2 separate regions of the Hordeum vulgare genome follow, and region 1 is linked to region 2. A link is a contact called in public Hi-C data. All regions are on one chromosome and are shown on one strand. Each heading gives the region's core, a stretch centred on a gene start, on an enhancer-like site or on the middle of the called end of the contact. The rest is flanking DNA. Distances are from core to core; before and after follow the strand shown. Region 1 holds the start of LOC123444728 (expansin-A2-like). Region 2 has its middle 76 kb from the start of LOC123444728.

The links. A called contact is a pair of places that touch in the nucleus more often than the background predicts.
Region 1: a contact with region 2 is called in a Hi-C map of leaf, with 5 times the contacts expected there. The contact joins the promoter of LOC123444728 here to the enhancer-like site in region 2. A contact is called at or near these places in 3 of 6 Hi-C or Micro-C datasets (leaf and seedling).

Annotation. Positions count from the first base shown.
Region 1 is chr3H:530,823,548-530,828,758 of MorexV3_pseudomolecules_assembly, forward strand. LOC123444728 (expansin-A2-like) reads left to right here and starts at 2,928. Exons shown (of 3, transcript XM_045121549.1): 1 at 2,928-3,171; 2 at 3,275-3,581; 3 at 3,837-4,574. The coding sequence starts at 3,033. The coding sequence ends at 4,140.
Region 2 is chr3H:530,747,344-530,752,845 of MorexV3_pseudomolecules_assembly, forward strand. No RefSeq gene overlaps it. Among protein-coding and RNA genes, the nearest start is that of LOC123444728, 76 kb to the right of the region's middle. Within about 2 kb of position 4,203, at least 2 of the 3 cell types and tissues checked have open chromatin away from gene starts, as enhancers often do. A contact at or near this core is called in leaf, where this site is marked.

The DNA of each region.
Region 1 (5,211 bases), core at 1,678-4,177, 75 kb after region 2:
AGCAAGGTTCCATTGAATTTATCTCAGTAGCTCACTCTGGTCACACATGGCATGGTCCAACCAATCCATCGGTGAGAGAAACCTAGGCCTTTCACCACCTTCTCTAGGAAACCCCGGTCCACACGATCATATGTCTTTGACAGGTCAACTTTGTAAGCACATAAATTCTTACCCGGATTTGTGTTTTGCTCAATAAAATAGAAGCACTCAAAAGCCACCAGCGCATTATCTGTTATAAGAGTTTGAGGGATGAACACACTTTGGTTCATCGAAATAATATCACCAAGTATTGGCCTCCATCGGTTAGCTAAGCATTTTGCAATCACCTTATGAAGCACAGTACACAGACTAATAGGCCGAAGTTCTCGCAAACTTGATGGTTGATCCACCTTGGGAATAAGAACAATAGGTTGGCTGTCATAACATGATATTTGTTTTATTTATAAAATGGGGCGAAAACATGTATTAAAAAAAGTGTGAAAACTAGGGTTCGCCTAATTCGCCCGAGCGAAGCATGCACTCAGATTACCTCTGCTTTTGCCCATGTTATGTTTTTGTTGTGGAAAAAGGGTCTTTGTGCCATTTATGTACAGTAGTAGAAAGGATAAAAACTAAAAAAAAAGATTTTGGGCAGAACGACCACCAGTAACTGAAATCATAAGTTTGCAATAGTTGTTGAAGGTTTCAGACTTTCTAAGCTCATGTAAGCTGAACACATTACACCGTGCAATGCAAGCCCCACTGTTCGTTAGGCTTGTCGGAAGACAGAGCTTGTTCTACCTCACCGCCGACCCAGATCCAGCACTCCACCACCCAGCAGCATCACAAACAGAACACCTGGCATGGGCTCACTCGATCATCAGTGTTAATAAAAAACAACACTTTTAAAAATCATGAAGCGGCTTGATGATGTTGGAAATTATGGAATGCTTCCAAGATAAGGCGAATCCTCCAGCAACAGGAGATTGGCCGTGATGGCCGGGCGGCCGATGCATGTGCGGGTAACATGGCGTCGTGGGGGCCAGGAAATAGACGGTTAATTAGTTCTAGTCGCTGCCGCCGTGAGAGTGAGAGTGAGACTAGTATTGCTTTTGTGAAAGCGTGGCGCTTGGCGCGCATGTTATCTTTGAAAGCCACAGATTATGACAGGAAAGCTAACCGCGACCCCCCCTGTATATCCTCTACTAACACGCTATGATGATGAGACGCCGACGCTTCTAAGTCGTTTACCTGTTATGCTCGCGTGTTTTTCAGTTATACTAATATACTTGGCTGTTTATTAGACAAATCCAGGGCAAATAATTACCATATGAAGGGTGACTTTGTACCAATTGAGAAGGTGAAACGATGCTATATGCTGCGTTTCAAGCACGGGGCAGTGAGGCACAACCAACTAAGAGGAAGGTACAGAAGTCCATTACACAACGTGCGGAGCATGAGCAGCAAGTCAGCCGGTGCACCAAAGTCTCTTTTCCATTTGGGTGGCCACTAACCAACGTTTCCTGTACATTACACGAAGGTTTACCTGCTTAATTTATAGCAACATTGACATATAACAATGAGAGTAGATCGTGGTTTGGAGCAAGAGATGGTGCATTGATTGCAGCCACCGATCGGTTTGACACTTGGCGCACAGGACGGGAGATGCGCTAGCAAACGAGATCTTGTATGTACATGCATGACATACCTGCATGCGCATGCAGGCCGCAGCACCTCTGCATCTGCAGTTTGGTCTGAAGATACCGATTTCTGTACAACTTTGTCCGCTTACGTACGTGGCCATGTTCATGCATGTGAAGTCGAGAACCCTAATAATCAGCCAACTATGCCTTATAAAACTCGGAACTTATCATTTGGTCTTGGACTGGTAGTGACGTGCATGCAGGTTGCTAGTGCTAGGATAGTGGCATTTTAACCTCGTTAGATTAATCTGTCCCAGCACCAGAACTCCCTGCTTCGCGTGTCCAATCCGATGTTCCTTCCGTGGTTTCCACACCCGACAGGCAGATCTCAGGTTTATATAACTTTAGTGGAGCTACCGGCTCCGGGTGGCCGGAGGTTATAACCGACGAAACGAAAGGTTAACTGAAGAACGCAAGTTTCGAATCTCGGGGCAAGCTCCTCGCCACCGTTGGAAAGGGGAAAGGCGTCCGGAGGAACATGCTTCACACTCTGGGACGATTGGTTGTCATGCCTCCTCTTTCCGTTCCTCATATTAATCTATGTGCAACTTGATGGATTGAGCATCACTAAACAATTGGATTTGCTTTCGGCTTTCGATCGAATTCCGTCGCATCACATCAAACTGTTGCGCGCGACTTCGACATCCTGTCCCTGCCACACGTCGCAGTAAAAGTTTGGCATGGCATGGCATGCATGTTACTCTATACGTGAATTACCAGAGGGCGACCCCGAACATGCACGCATAGCTTCTGGATGCGCAATAATTCATTAGCAGCATCTTGATCCTGACGGATTCGTGGTATACGCCCTTCAGGTTCACACGATCACATGGTTAACCTGATTTATTTTATGGTTATGTATCAATGAACAGGATCCATATTGTTTTCTTCCTCCCCAGTTGCGAAATCCATGGCCTGTAGCTCGTGGGAGCCATGTGGGCAGGCGAGCTTAATCTGGCGATGAATTGGTACGCACACGACCAGGCCAGTTGCTGTCTCGTTGTGCGAAGCGTCCGCGGTGACCAGCACCCGCATGTGCGCGCGATTCGTATGTGCTAACCGCCGTCGTGGCCGCTCGTGGTCGGCGGTGGCTCGGGGCCGGGGACGGATGGATACGCAGTCCCCACTTCCTTCTCCGACTTTTGTCCCCTGTACCCTGTTCTCCGCCGTTCGGCAAAGCGATTAACGATTCCAACGGCCAGGAGCACTCGGCAGTTCGCCTATAAATACCTAGCCGGTAGCAACTCTCTCTTCACAGCCAAGCAACCATTCCATCGGTTCCTGAGCAAGTTCGGTCGGTCGCTTTACCGAGCTAGAAAGGCAGCAGCTGCTAGCTTCGGGCGCTTTGCAATGGCCTCCTCCAATGCTCTGCTCCTGCTCTTCTCGGCCGCCTTCTGCTTCCTCGCCCGGCGGGCCGCCGGCGACTACGGCTCGTGGCAGACCGCCCACGCCACCTTCTACGGCGGCGGCGACGCGTCCGGCACAATGGGTGAGTTCATCATGAGTGTACAGCCTTGAAGCGAAAAAAAAGCACCTAGCTAGCTACCTGTATGTGTGTGGCTCCCGACATGTCTAACTGAAGTGTCCTGCAGGCGGCGCGTGCGGCTACGGGAACCTGTACAGCACGGGTTACGGCACGAACACGGCGGCGCTGAGCACGGCGCTGTTCAACGACGGCGCGGCGTGCGGGTCGTGCTACGAGCTCAAGTGCCAGGGCAGCTCGTGCGTGCCGGGCAGCATCACCATCACCGCCACCAACCTTTGCCCGCCCAACTACGCGCTGCCCAACGACGACGGCGGCTGGTGCAACCCGCCGCGCGCCCACTTCGACATGGCAGAGCCCGCCTACCTCCAGATCGGTATCTACCGCGCCGGCATCGTGCCCGTTTCCTACCGGAGGTGAGTCGATGTCGATCGACCGTCGTCTACAAACCTTTTCGCATGGAGTACAAATTTACTTAATCTGGTCCGTTGTCGGTGTCGACCATGTTAGGTGGGCCAGAGTGCAGATTTGGTGCAGTTTGGTCTGACAGCAACTCTCGGTGCTGTTTTGAAATAGTTTAAGCGTCACGCTCACTCGACCATGATACTGCAAATTGCAAGTTGCAAGTCGCAATTTAACTGAACATCTCTGTTTCACCGACTGTATTGCAGGGTGCCCTGTGTGAAGAAGGGCGGGATGAGGTTCACCATCAACGGCCACTCCTACTTCAACCTGGTGCTTGTGACCAACGTGGCCGGCGCCGGCGACGTGCAGTCCGTCTCCATCAAGGGGTCCAGCTCCGGGTGGCAGGCCATGTCCCGCAACTGGGGCCAGAACTGGCAGAGCAACGCGGACCTCGACGGCCAGAGCCTCTCCTTCCGGGTCACCCTCAGCGACGGCCGCACCGTCACCAGCAACAACGCCGCCCCGGCCGGCTGGTCCTTTGGACAGACCTTCGAAGGAGGCCAGTTCTAGCGAGCGAGGCTCATGTCTTCTTCTATCATACGCATTGGTTTGGAGCTTGAGCAAGAGAAGAAGGAAACCTCTTCGTTATTATACTACAGAAGAGGCCTTCGGCTATTCTGAGGCTGCTGCTGATCAGCACCCGCTTAGGCCTTTCCTTCTCTCATGCTAGTAGGACATTATCGTAGAGATAAATAAGTTATCATTGTGAAGCTGAGCATTTTGATCATTGTTAGTGTAGCCTTGTGTTGTGGAAACACCGCAAGGTGATCTATTTAAGTGTACTTTTAGTAATACATGCATGGAATGGTGTGTGGTGTGTGAGAGTATCTTGTAACTTCTCTTGTTGCGTTGTAACCCCCGAATCCTTTCATATGATTGGGAGATGTTTGTGGGGGCACACTTGTTATTTTGGAGACCATGAACAATGCTTGGTTATGGCTTAACTGTTTAAGTATAATATGATATGGCGTCAACTGACAATCAGCTGCCCGTTGTCCTATGTCACGTGGAAGAAAAAGGAAAACGCTTTTGCTTAGTCGACTGATCATACTGTAGTCCGGGTCTTCTCACTAGAGTCATACAGATTCTACAATGCTCCTATAAATCCCAAGATGAGCAGAGTAGCAACTCTGCTCCATACTAAGGATTCTACTTTCCAAATTCTACTTTGTGATATTCCCTAAAGCTTCGTCTTGTGGTTTCTGTTGAGCCTTTTTCTTGGGATATCTCGGCTCCTACTAGCTTCTTGATTTGTAGCAGTTTGGTGGTCTCCTGGTTGGTATTGTTGTACATGGTTTTGCTAGGTAGGATGATGGTGGTTGGTTGATCCATTAATAGGCTATGTTAGCCCCTTGCATGGCTCGCGTGAGCTAGTTGACTCAGCTGCCCCTTGGTGAGTAAGTCGTTTGTATGGGTGGTATGTGGTGCTCTAGTGATTGCAATCCTGACAACAACTGCTTGGGTGATGTCATGCTCACCTCGATGTCTATGCTCTTAAGTTGTTGGGTGAGTAAGTGCTAATGTCTTTCTTGTTGGCTTTGGTAGATTAATCTCTTTCCTGAAAGTTCATCATTTGGCTCT
Region 2 (5,502 bases), core at 2,953-5,452:
TCCGGAGGGAGCCGGAAGTCCGAGACATTAGACCTGTTTTAAGATAGGAGCAGAGTAGATAATATGTGGTATTGAGCAGAATAGTGGATATCTAGTTTGAGCAAGTTCATCACAAAAACCTGTGATCCCCTCTTAATAGTGCGGGATCCCTAAAGACTCAATAATTGTAATAGGGATACCGATGATCCATACTTGAGTGTGTACTTTTATTCGCTGATCATCACTCCGCACCGCTAACATCAAAGTAACTGATACCTTGAGTTTGCCCTTTCACTTGAGCTTGATGTTGTTGTTCCTTCTTGGCTCAAGTTGAAAGCAAGACATGATGAAGTCTTCAAGTAGCTCTCCCATACACAATGTGGAAAGCCTAGCTTATGTATTCATCTTCATTTGTCCATCATGTGAACATCCACAAGAATCAAGCATGTAGTGCTCAGGAATGCTTATCTTGATCTTGTCCTTGTTAGCACTTGAGCTTGTCCTTATCAACACATGATCATTAACAATAGTTTCAATGATATATTCGTGTTGATCCACTTGAACTTGCACACCACAATCTTGATGACGATCACCACTTGACGTCATCCTTCATGGGTTGTATGAGATCTTCCTTTTGACGCAAGCCCATGGAAGCACACCTAACCCCCACATAGGACTCTCACAAAGATCATGGGTTAGTACACAAACACGTAATGGACAATGCTTAGCATACCATGGGGTCAGTTGATCCCTCTCGGTACATCTTATACGCTTTGTGTGTTGATCATCTTGATTTACTCTTTGTCTGAGATCTTGATCAACCTAGTGTCTCTATGACCATTCTTTGGATAATACCTTGAATACCATCTTGGTCATCATATAAACTCCTTGAACCCAACAGATGGACTTCAAGAAGTGCCTATGGACAAATCCTATAAATATAACTTAAGGCAACCATTAGCCCATAGGAATTGTCATCAATTACCAAAACCACATATGGAGATATATGCTCTAACACACCGAATGTTAAATCATTGGCATTTTCAGGAACAAAATGCACAAAACAAATTCTGAAAAGCGGAAATTTTGAGAAAAAACAACAATTTAGAAAAAAAATGTTAAATTTTGGAAAGACAAACTTGGCAACATTGCAAAAAGTTTACGGATGTGAAATGAAAAGTTGAGAAGAAATGAAAACAATTTACAAGTTTGGGATAAAATTCACGAAATTGGGGAAAGTACACGATTTTGATAAAACATAAAATTAAAAAAGAAATAAAAAATAAAGACTAAGTAGGAAAGGAAAACTAATTAGGGGAAGTCCTATCGACAGATCTTTTAAGAGATTCTCCTCCTCATGAGCCGTTAGATCTATTATAATCTAGGAAACGCATGCAGTCCTCTACTTTTGCAACAAAAATCTTGTTGTGAAAACCTTTGTAAGAGTAATCTTGTTGCATAAACATTTGTAGATTATTTTTTTGCAACAAAGATCATGTTGAAGAAACATTTGCAATAAAAGTTGTGTTCGAAATTATGTTTCCAAATAGGGACCATGTTGCAGAAAAAAATTTAGATTTTTTTTCAACGGTCATGTTACAGACAAATTTTAGAACGGAGATCATGTTGTAAGAACTATTGTTGTGGCGGCATCGACGGTTGCAGCTGAGCTCGAGGACCAGGCATCCGCGGACGCCGGTGCTCCTACAAGACATCGATGACATGAAATGGTGGGTGATGGCGGACGCGAGCTCCGTTGTGGAATGCCTCACAAAGGCGGGTGGTGCAATCCAGCGGCTTCCAATACATGTGCGGCCGGTAGGCATCACCCATGTGGACCGCTTCCGGCATTGGCCTATAGATGAAGGCTCGCAGTCAACGCACGTCCGGTTGAAGGCGCAGTGGAGCAGCGCTTGGAAAGAGCAGGAGACAATATGAGTGAAGATATTGTGATGAATGTGTGGATAAAAAGAGGCTCGATGTTTCAGAGGGAAAAGTAGGATCCGCGAGGACATGCATCGAGCAAACGAGGCGATTAACATTTCGCGAGATCTTCTCGGGTGAGCGCAAATATTTACCAAAATAAAAAGAAAACACGAAAAGAAAAGAAATGAGAAAAAGATGGAGCAATCTACATGGCCGTCCATTTAGATATTAGAGTATGGAGGGTGTGTGTGTGCTGATTAGAAAATATGCATTTCCAATTTGGCGCCGCAAACGCCAGTTAACGTCGGTTAACGTGCATTTTGTTAACTGGCACCTGCAGCATTCTTAAATGGGCCGGCCCATCTAGTCGCCGGGTGGTAAATATTTTTCTTGAAAATTCTATGAACCTTTTGTAATATCGATGATTTTTTAAAATTTTAATGATTTTGTTTAGAATTGATGAACTTTTCACTGAAATTCGATGAACCTTTTCTAAAATATTAAAATTCTATAAACTTTTTTGAATATCGATGAACTTTGTTTAAAATTGATGAACTTCCTTTTGAAAATTGATGATTTTAAAAAATATTTGGTGAACTATGTAAAGATTTATGAACTTTTTTTCAGTTCAACTAATTTTTAAAAATGTATATATGATATTTTTTAATTTCTATGAACTTTTTTTCAAATTTAATGAAATTTTTACAAATTTAATAAAAAAATTCCAAACTGGATGATTTTTTTCAATTTCAATGAACTTATTTTCAAATTGATGAACTTTTTACAAAATTGATGAACCGTTTTTAAAGATATGATTTTTTCAAATGGATGAACCTTTTTCTTTAAATCTGTAAACCTTTTTTATTTTTTTTTATATTATTTTAATAACAAATAGAAAATCTGAGCGGTTTTTTCTATCGGATAAAGAAAAATAGAACAAAAATAAACTGGACAGCTTGCAGGCGTGCTAGTGGGTCAGTCCATGCCATCGACACTGCAGAAGACTATCGTTAACGAGCGCCTACAGCGCGGACTAGGAGCTCCCAGAAAATGTACTCTAACCAGCGCTTATAATAAGGTCGTCAAATAGGAATTGGGACTAAAGATTCAGGCACCTGATCATTAGCAAAACAGAGAAAACATAGCAGCCTTGCGCAAACAACTTGTTTCAAAAAAACCTTTCAAAAAAAAAAAACTTGTTTCCAAAAAAATAAAAGGCCCCTCGGCCGGAGTCCTCCTTCGTCCCCACATGAGCTACCGACGGAGTTTTGGGCTCCTCTGAATAGAACCACGCAGTACAAAAACCGTCGGTGAACCAGCCGAAAGCGCACAGCCCCCTTTGCCGGCCGGTCAGTCGTGTCGCCTTGAAAACCCTGCCGTCCTCAGCTGGTCACCAGAACGAAGCCCGTTTCTTCAGCGCCGCAACAGCAATCGATCGAAACCCCTCGCTGCACGTACGGCCGGCCGGCGCCTGTTGGACCGGCCACGCCTCCCGTTCCGGCCCCTCAGCTAGCGACTCCTGACCCGACGACGGCTCCTCCGCGGCCACATGGCCTCAACAGCACACGATCGATCCTCCCGCTCCGGGAGCACGCGCCCGCGCGGCCCGCGCAACGTGCGCGCTCCAGTGCGCGGGCGCTGCCGCACGACGGCGACGTCGCGCGCGGGGCCGAAGCAGGATTTCGCAGGGGAGAGCGACGCGGACGCGCGGCGCCATCGGTCTGGTTGGGGCTGCCGCCATCGGTGTATTGATGAACGGAAGCCACCCACGGTCGTCCGTCCGCCCGCCGGTCGCGCAACGCGGCCCACCGCCCACATGCGGACGCCCCCGTCGGTCTCGCCCCCCCTTGCTCTTTCCCCCTCGCCGTCGGTCCTTGCTTGCTTTTCGACGTCGCACCAGCATTTTAGGTGCATTTGCATAATGCAGCGATTGACTAAAGTTCCTTTTCCTTCAAAAGAAAATTCAAGCGACACGCCCACAGTTCGATCCGTCGTATGATTGATCCCCGGCGTTTCACGGCAAGTCTGTCTAAGCGACCATGATTCTGTCTGTCAAGGAAGTCGATCATGGCGACCCCGCGCCGTCTCCGGCCTGAAACGTTTCAGGAGCAGTGTGATGTGAGCTAGTGTGTGTAAGTGCGCAACGAACATCCATGATGATGGCGTCGAGGCGGTTTGGGGGAAGAAGATACGCGTTGGTGCCGCGACGAGATTTCTGTGTAGAGTAGGCATGATGGCTCGTTCTTTCGGGGTTTTGCAGATATCTCTTTTTGTTCGACCTGATGAGAGTCCCCGAGCTGAAGTCGCCATCACGGCAAGATTGTGTGATCTGGTTTGGTGTGTGCTCCCCACATGGCTTCACCCCCCTTCCAGCAGTTAGCACGTCTCTTCGGCGCATGCTATGAATAGTTCCAAACTATTTTGCCCCCATCCGCCAAAGGAAGAGAAACTATTCAAGTACGAAGTTATACCTTTCAAAAAAAAAAGTACGAAGATATACTCCGTATACACAAAGAATAAAGGTGGGGACCGATGCATATGTGATTAAGAGCATCTACAACCGAACACCTCAAATGACTCTTCATATGTTTGCGGACGCGCCCGGTCACTGATTGGACATGAGAAAGAAGAAAAAAAGAGTGACCCAACTGGACCCCTTATATCGTCCCTATATGTTCGGGCTGTCGGCAAACTCTCATATCCATCTCAAATATGAGGAAGATATGAGGGCTCGCGGACGCGACCGGTTAGCAGGTCACATAGGACGCGACCTCACCCTGGACCACCTTTTTCTTTTATTTATTCATTTTTTTCTTTCTCTCTCTTCCTCTCCACCAATCACGTGCAACCTGACATACGAGGAAGAAAATGAGGAGTGTGGCTCCACGGACGGACAAATAAGGGACACGCCAGATCACTGACTAGGCGCGTTCGCGGACGTCTGAGGGACCGGATTTGCAAGTTTCGGTTGTAGATGCTCTAAGTCCCAACAATACAACTATTATCCCCTCTCGTTAGGGTTCCCTCCTCTCCGTGCCTGCGCCGCCGTTGAGATCAATACCGCCGCCATTTCCCCTCCCCTCTCCCCGACGATCGAGCTAACCACGGGGCTACCTCGTGTTGCGGCCGACCTTGGTTGGGGATAGGGGTAGGGTCTGTCGCTGATCGCTTCTTGCCTGGGCTTGGCCTAGGGTTAAGATGGCGCTCTACGGGAAGATGAAATTTGCCGCCGGTACTACACTTTGCCATCAGCATTTTGCCGGGACAAACGGCAAATACATACTTTATCATCATCTCCTGACGGCAAAGAACAGTTAACGACAAAGACATACTTAGTCGTTTGTAATAAAAATATACAGACGACAAAGATTTTGACCCTTACTTGTGGATTGTGGTTTCAATTTTTTTAATAAAAAATAATTCTTCGTCGTCTGTATTGTTTGAGGTTGACGACAAAGACAGAAATTGGCTGACAACAAAGAACTTTTCTTTGCGGTCTGTTATGTAAATGCCAGATAGCAAAACATGAGTTTGACCGACGGCAAAGACTTTGTTGTCTGCCCAATAAAAAGTTGACACTAAAGTACTCTTTGCCCA